2 separate regions of the Mus musculus genome follow, and region 2 is linked to region 1. A link is a contact called in public promoter capture Hi-C data. All regions are on one chromosome and are shown on one strand. Each heading gives the region's core, a stretch centred on a gene start, on an enhancer-like site or on the middle of the called end of the contact. The rest is flanking DNA. Distances are from core to core; before and after follow the strand shown. Region 1 holds the start of Mdp1 (magnesium-dependent phosphatase 1). Region 2 has its middle 20 kb from the start of Sdr39u1.

Region 1 (2,700 bases), core at 17-2,516:
GCAGTGACTCAGTACCAAGTCTGCCAACGTCTATGATATTCCGATTCTCATCATCAAAGAAGACCATCTGAGAGAAAGGAACTCCGGTCTTGTGGTGCAACCTGTGAAGAACAAGGCAGGGGTAACCACTTGTCAAGCTGACTTCTTTTGTAGTCCACTTGCTCCCACACCAGCTGTCTGCCTACCTCTCAAAGTGTGTGACTTTGCTGCCTGGGTAGATTTCCCGCTGAATAAAGTATTTGCCAAGGTCAAAGAGCTCCAGGAGTTGGTTGGCCCCTTGTATCTCACTTGTCCTTAAAAAAAAAAAAAAAAAAAAAAAGGCATTAAATACATGCATTAGGGGAGTGCCAGAGATGCAGGCAAAGTTAGGTATAAGGGGATAAAGGGACAACTTTGCCCTGTTATTCAGTTCCAGAGATTCCGACATAGCTAGCGCTGAACTAATCTTTAGTAATTTAGAAGTACAGAAAGCTAATGATAGAAAAGCAACGAAGGCCGGGCAGTGGATAGCGCATGTCTTTAACCCTAGTAGTTGGGAGGCAGAGGCATGTGGATCTCTGTGAGTTGGAGGCAAGCCTGGTCTACAGATCAAGTTCCAGGACAGCCTGGGCTACACAGAGAAACCTTGTCTCGAAAACAACAGCAACAAAAACAAACGAACAAACAGAAAAGAAAAAAAAAGAAAGAAAGAAAAGCAACGAAAATATTTTTACATTTGCACTTCCTAGTTTTCGGTACTCAGGGAGTTAAGTGCAATTTCTTTATGCATCTACTTGAGTCTGCAGCACAGTTACTTATCTCACCGAGAAGCAGCGGCGACAGGCACGCCAAGGCTCTGCAGTCTTCCCAAGACCTCGGGCACCTCCGGGTACAATTGGATGTTCTGGCCCCGCCTGTCTCGTACAGTTCCATCGCTGGAGAATATGACAGAACGCTCAGTTCCCGCAATGTCTTTTCTGGTCCCATACCTCTTATAGTCTCACCTGCTCTTGTGGAATGGGGGGTCTACGTGTGTATCTACCCAGAAAGGCCAGAGCGTGTAATCTGCAAGAGGAAGGAGGAAGAAGGTTCAAGCTGGAGGAGTGCAGACACTTAGCTACCGCGGGGAGCGGAAAAGGGAAGCGCCTTATAAAATCCCCCTGCCGTTCCTTACCCAGATCAAAAACCGCAAGCTTTGGCAGCCGCGTCATGATCCACCCGCAAATCCAAACTTGGCGCTGAGTGTGTCCCAATTCTATGGCGGCCAAGTAGGCGGCGGGCGAGCCACAGAGAACCGGCAAAGCCCGGGTGACTAGAGCGTCGCTCGGCCTCCTCCGACAGCGCAAGAGCGCCTTCGGAGGCTCTGCGGGGAGAATAGCTGCAACCGGCGACCACACCTCCCTCCAAGGCGCGGGCCACAAAGTATTCCTTACACCACCCAACTCACTTCTCACTAGAGAAGCCACAGCTTTCTTTGTGCACTTCTGTCTTGAAATTGAGACCTCATCTCATGAGTTTATTACTCTGCACTCATCTTGTCTTCATGTCAGAATCTTGACAGTATAAAAAACTAGTCTTCAGCAACAGTATAAGCAGAAAGAATGTAGTGTCTGCACCCCAAAGTGATTTAACCACAGCTACACAGGAGGCCTAGGCAGGGGGTTGAGATCAGCATGGGCAATGAATGAAAATCTAGTCTTATAAAGGGGTGGGTCCGTAAGGTTTTTGAGACTTTCTTCAAGCCACTGTGAAGGGCTAGGAGGGCTGCCCTGGGAAAGGATTTCTTTTGGTTTCTACCGTCCTCAGCAACAGTATTTTAACAGATGTGAGTTTGTACAAATGGATTTGTAGTGCTTGCCAATTTCTGAAACTATTCTTGCTGCAGACGCCCGCGCCCCCTCTCCCCGCCCCCCTTCTTCCTTTCTCAAGGTAGGATCTCACTATGAAGGCAAGGGTAACCTTTAATTCACTAGGTATGCAACTTAGGCTGCTCTGGAATTCTTGATTCTCATGCTTTAGCCTCCCAAGTGCTGGAATTACATTCGTGAACCACCACAGCTAGCTACCATGTCCGATTTCAAATTACCAAGGGAGTCATTTAACATGGAGTCAGGAAGTGTGACAACACTTGGCACTTGTGAGCTTAGAACTGACCGAAGCCCACATTGGAGTAGGCTTTCCTAGTCTAGTGATCCTTCTACGGGACGAGGACCAAACACTACCTGAGCTTGCTTCACAGGTGGAGTGCAAAAGCGGGCTAAACTGGTATTTAGAACTTTGAAGAAATAATTCCCCTGGGCTCAGTGTGCAGGGGACACAACCCATCCAGAATCATTTGGGATAATGGAATAAAATGTTTTTCAGTTGAAAAGCCAAGCCAGGTGGGTCATGCCTGTAATCCCACCTACTAGGTAGGCAAAGGAGAGAGGATTAAAAATTCAAGGGTGTGGTGGCCTTCTCCTTTAATTCCAATGCTCAGGAGGCAGAGGCAGACAGATCTCTGAGTTTAAGGCCAGCGTGGTATACATACTAAGTTCCAGGACAGCTAGAGCTATATAGACTCTGTCTCAAAAACAAAACAAACAAACAAAAACAAAACAAAAACAACAAAACAAGAGTTCAGGGCCAGCCTGGGATACCTATCAAACACCTGTTTTAAAATAAAGAATATTCCAAGCTGGACGTGGTGGCGCACGCCTTTAATCCCAGCACTCGGGAGGC
Region 2 (2,700 bases), core at 156-2,655, 260 kb after region 1:
ATAAACAAGGACTTCTGCTGCCATCTAGTGGACAGATGCACACATGCTGTATAGACAGGATGTCTTTTGTGGCAGGAATTTATTAGTCCCTACCGTGCGAGGCAGAGAGCTGGCTTCGTGCTGTTTTGTGTGTGGAGAAGAAATCTGCCTGACCTGCCACTTCCTAAAAAGTGATGCAGGTATCTTCTTAGTGCATCGTCAGGGAGTTCTGCTTTGTTATTCACCAGCTCACGATCAGGAATTGGTTTTTGAGTCCACAAATGGGAGTCAGATTTAATTCATGGCATAGTTGTCCTTTCCCCTCCCCTGAACATCCGAGTGCTTATATGCCAGTGGGTCCCTTTCTGGACTCCATCTCGATTTTTTTTATTGCTTTAGATGATGCCTTTACAATACCACATTATTTAACCACAATACAAATAGTTAGATTCCTGGGCCTATTTTAGATTGGTCGTTCCCTCCTAACCCCCACCCCAGAAACAATCCCTGAGACAAAGATCTGAATACAAGTATTTTATCAGTGATGTGATTCCTAGAACTATTCCTGGAGCAGGGAAGAAATGAAACAGAAGGAAAGAAGAAAGAAAGCACAGTGCATGTTGGTGAGAAATTAACCTCTGCGGGCAACTGAGGGGTTACATTGGTTACCTGGGGACTGTGGGAGAAAGTGATGAAACTGGGCTCTTCATGCGCTAGTCTTCAACCATTATGATGAAGCTACTTCAGGGACATTTACTTTCCAATGTTGGTTGTCTGCTCTGGTCTGCTGTGTGCTGGTTGAGAATATTCCTGTAACCGAATAAAGGTGGAAAGGAGGGAGAAAGGGAGGGAAGTTAAGGGGAGAGAGGGAGAGAGAAAGAAGCAGAGAGACAGAAACAGTGACACATACACACAGACACACACAGACAGACACACACAGACACAGCACACACACACAGACACACACAGACACAGCACACACACAGACACACACACACACACACACACACACACACACACACACACACACAGAACAAAGGGAACAAGAAGGTCTTCTCAAGATGTCTGCTCTGGTGAGTATCGTTGGCAACCCTGGTAGGACAGCACTGGCCCCAGCTGCCCTCCTCCTGTGCAGGGGTCTGCCCCACTGATGCCCCATACCAAGTTCCTTTCAGTTGCCTTTTCACTTTTTAATGAAAAGCTTTTGAACGGATAAAGAAAACAAGGTGCATATGCGCAATGGAATTTACTTGGTGGTAATGAAAAATAAAGTACAAATTTTGTGGGAAAATTAGATGGGATTGGAAAACATTATGTTAAGTGAGGTGACCCAGCTATGGCAAGCTAATGGTTCATGTCTTGCATATGCAGATCCCGGCTTTGGGTTTTTATGTGTGTGCATTAACGTGGGAGCGAGTGTGTACATAGACCAGGGAACTAGAGCAGGGTCCATGAGAGGGGAGGGGTTTCCTGGTAGTAGGAAGGGAGTCGAAGATGTATGATATGAAAGAAGGAGGTGGAATGCTGGGGATGGGATTGTTTAGGTGGGGGCGGGGCAGACAGAGGAGGAAAGGATGGGGATGCTGCAGGGTGATGGCTGGGCCTGCTGGTAATGACTACATCTGGAGTTAACTAAAATCCGAGGTTGGGGCCGCCAGTGAGGGATTTTTTTTTTTCCCTAAAATCATTTGAAATGTGAAGACCCACTTTTAATCTAGATCTTCTGAGTTGGGGAAATCCACCTTTAATCTGGGCCACACCTTCGAGTGGCAGCCATAAAGGATGTGGGAGAAGGAAGATTCTGCTCTTTGCCTGCTAGCCCTCAGTCTCACTGGCAAGCCCATTTCTTCAGTGGCATCAGAGCCCACGTCTTTGAGATTCTAGTGTGTGCCCCAAACCAGCAGAGACATTCAGTCCTGCGTATTCACCAAGAACTGAGTTCTTGGACCTTACGTTGGTAGACAGCTCTTGTTGGACCACAGTCTGTAAGCCACTCTAATAAATCATACATCTATGTCTACACACACACACACACACACACACACACACACAAACACACACAAACACACACAAACACAAAAACACACTTATTTTATAAGTTCTGTTCTCTTCAGAACCCCAATAATACGTTTGGCTCAAACTAAGAGTACATGAAAAGCTGACACTTAGCAAGCTAATGAAAAGATAAAATTAGTAGCAGAGAGATGGCTCAGGGGTTAAGCACACTGGCCACTCTTGAAGAATTCCCTTTCCAGCACCAGTGTCAGGCAGCTCACAGCAACTTGTAACTCCAGCTCCTGGGGATCTCACCCTCTTCTGGACTCTGAAGGCACCCACCCACATGTACACACATCCCATCCGCCGACGTGAAACTAGATTGGAGATGCCACGCATAGGCGGGTAATGCTGTCCCCAGAAGCTACGGGTTCTGAGATGAAAACCACAGTGTCAGGGGCAGGCTACCTTCTAGGCCCCCCAAAACAATAAGACGATTGGCAGGGCTGTTGGCTGCCCAGCAGAGCTAGACGGTACGATTGTGGCTGCTGCTGGGAAGACTGAGGAGATGGGCAGGACTGAGAAGGGGACAGACTGTCTTCCCCAGGGAAGAGCACACCAGTTGGTTATCTATACCAAGTGGTCAGCTCTGAAAATACAGACAAGTAACATTATAGAGAGCAGGATGCATTTGTATATGTATAGCTGTAACTAACTATATAAGAC

Evidence for each region. Promoter capture Hi-C pulls out the DNA fragments that hold promoters and counts their contacts.
Region 2: a contact with region 1 is called in a promoter capture Hi-C map of embryonic stem cells, with 2.3 times the contacts expected there. The contact joins the enhancer-like site here to the promoter of Mdp1 in region 1. A contact is called at or near these places in 6 of 39 promoter capture datasets (the HPC-7 cell line, cranial neural crest, embryonic stem cells and 2 more), 7 of 484 Hi-C or Micro-C datasets (the G1E-ER4 cell line, adipose-derived mesenchymal stem cells, embryonic stem cells and 2 more), 2 of 115 datasets of contacts at active chromatin or transcription factors (craniofacial prominence and embryonic basal ganglia) and 2 of 9 other capture datasets (adipose tissue and pancreatic islet).

Annotation. Positions count from the first base shown.
Region 1 is chr14:55,659,185-55,661,884 of GRCm38.p6, forward strand. It overlaps Mdp1 (magnesium-dependent phosphatase 1), which reads right to left and starts at 1,267. Exons shown (of 6, transcript NM_023397.5): 1 at 1,154-1,267; 2 at 984-1,044; 3 at 804-914; 4 at 186-293; 5 at 16-101. The coding sequence starts at 1,190.
Region 2 is chr14:55,918,841-55,921,540 of GRCm38.p6, forward strand. No RefSeq gene overlaps it. Among named protein-coding and RNA genes, the nearest start is that of Sdr39u1, 20 kb to the left of the region's middle. Within about 2 kb of position 1,406, at least 5 of the 459 cell types and tissues checked have an H3K27ac peak or open chromatin away from gene starts, as enhancers often do. A contact at or near this core is called in the G1E-ER4 cell line, where this site is marked.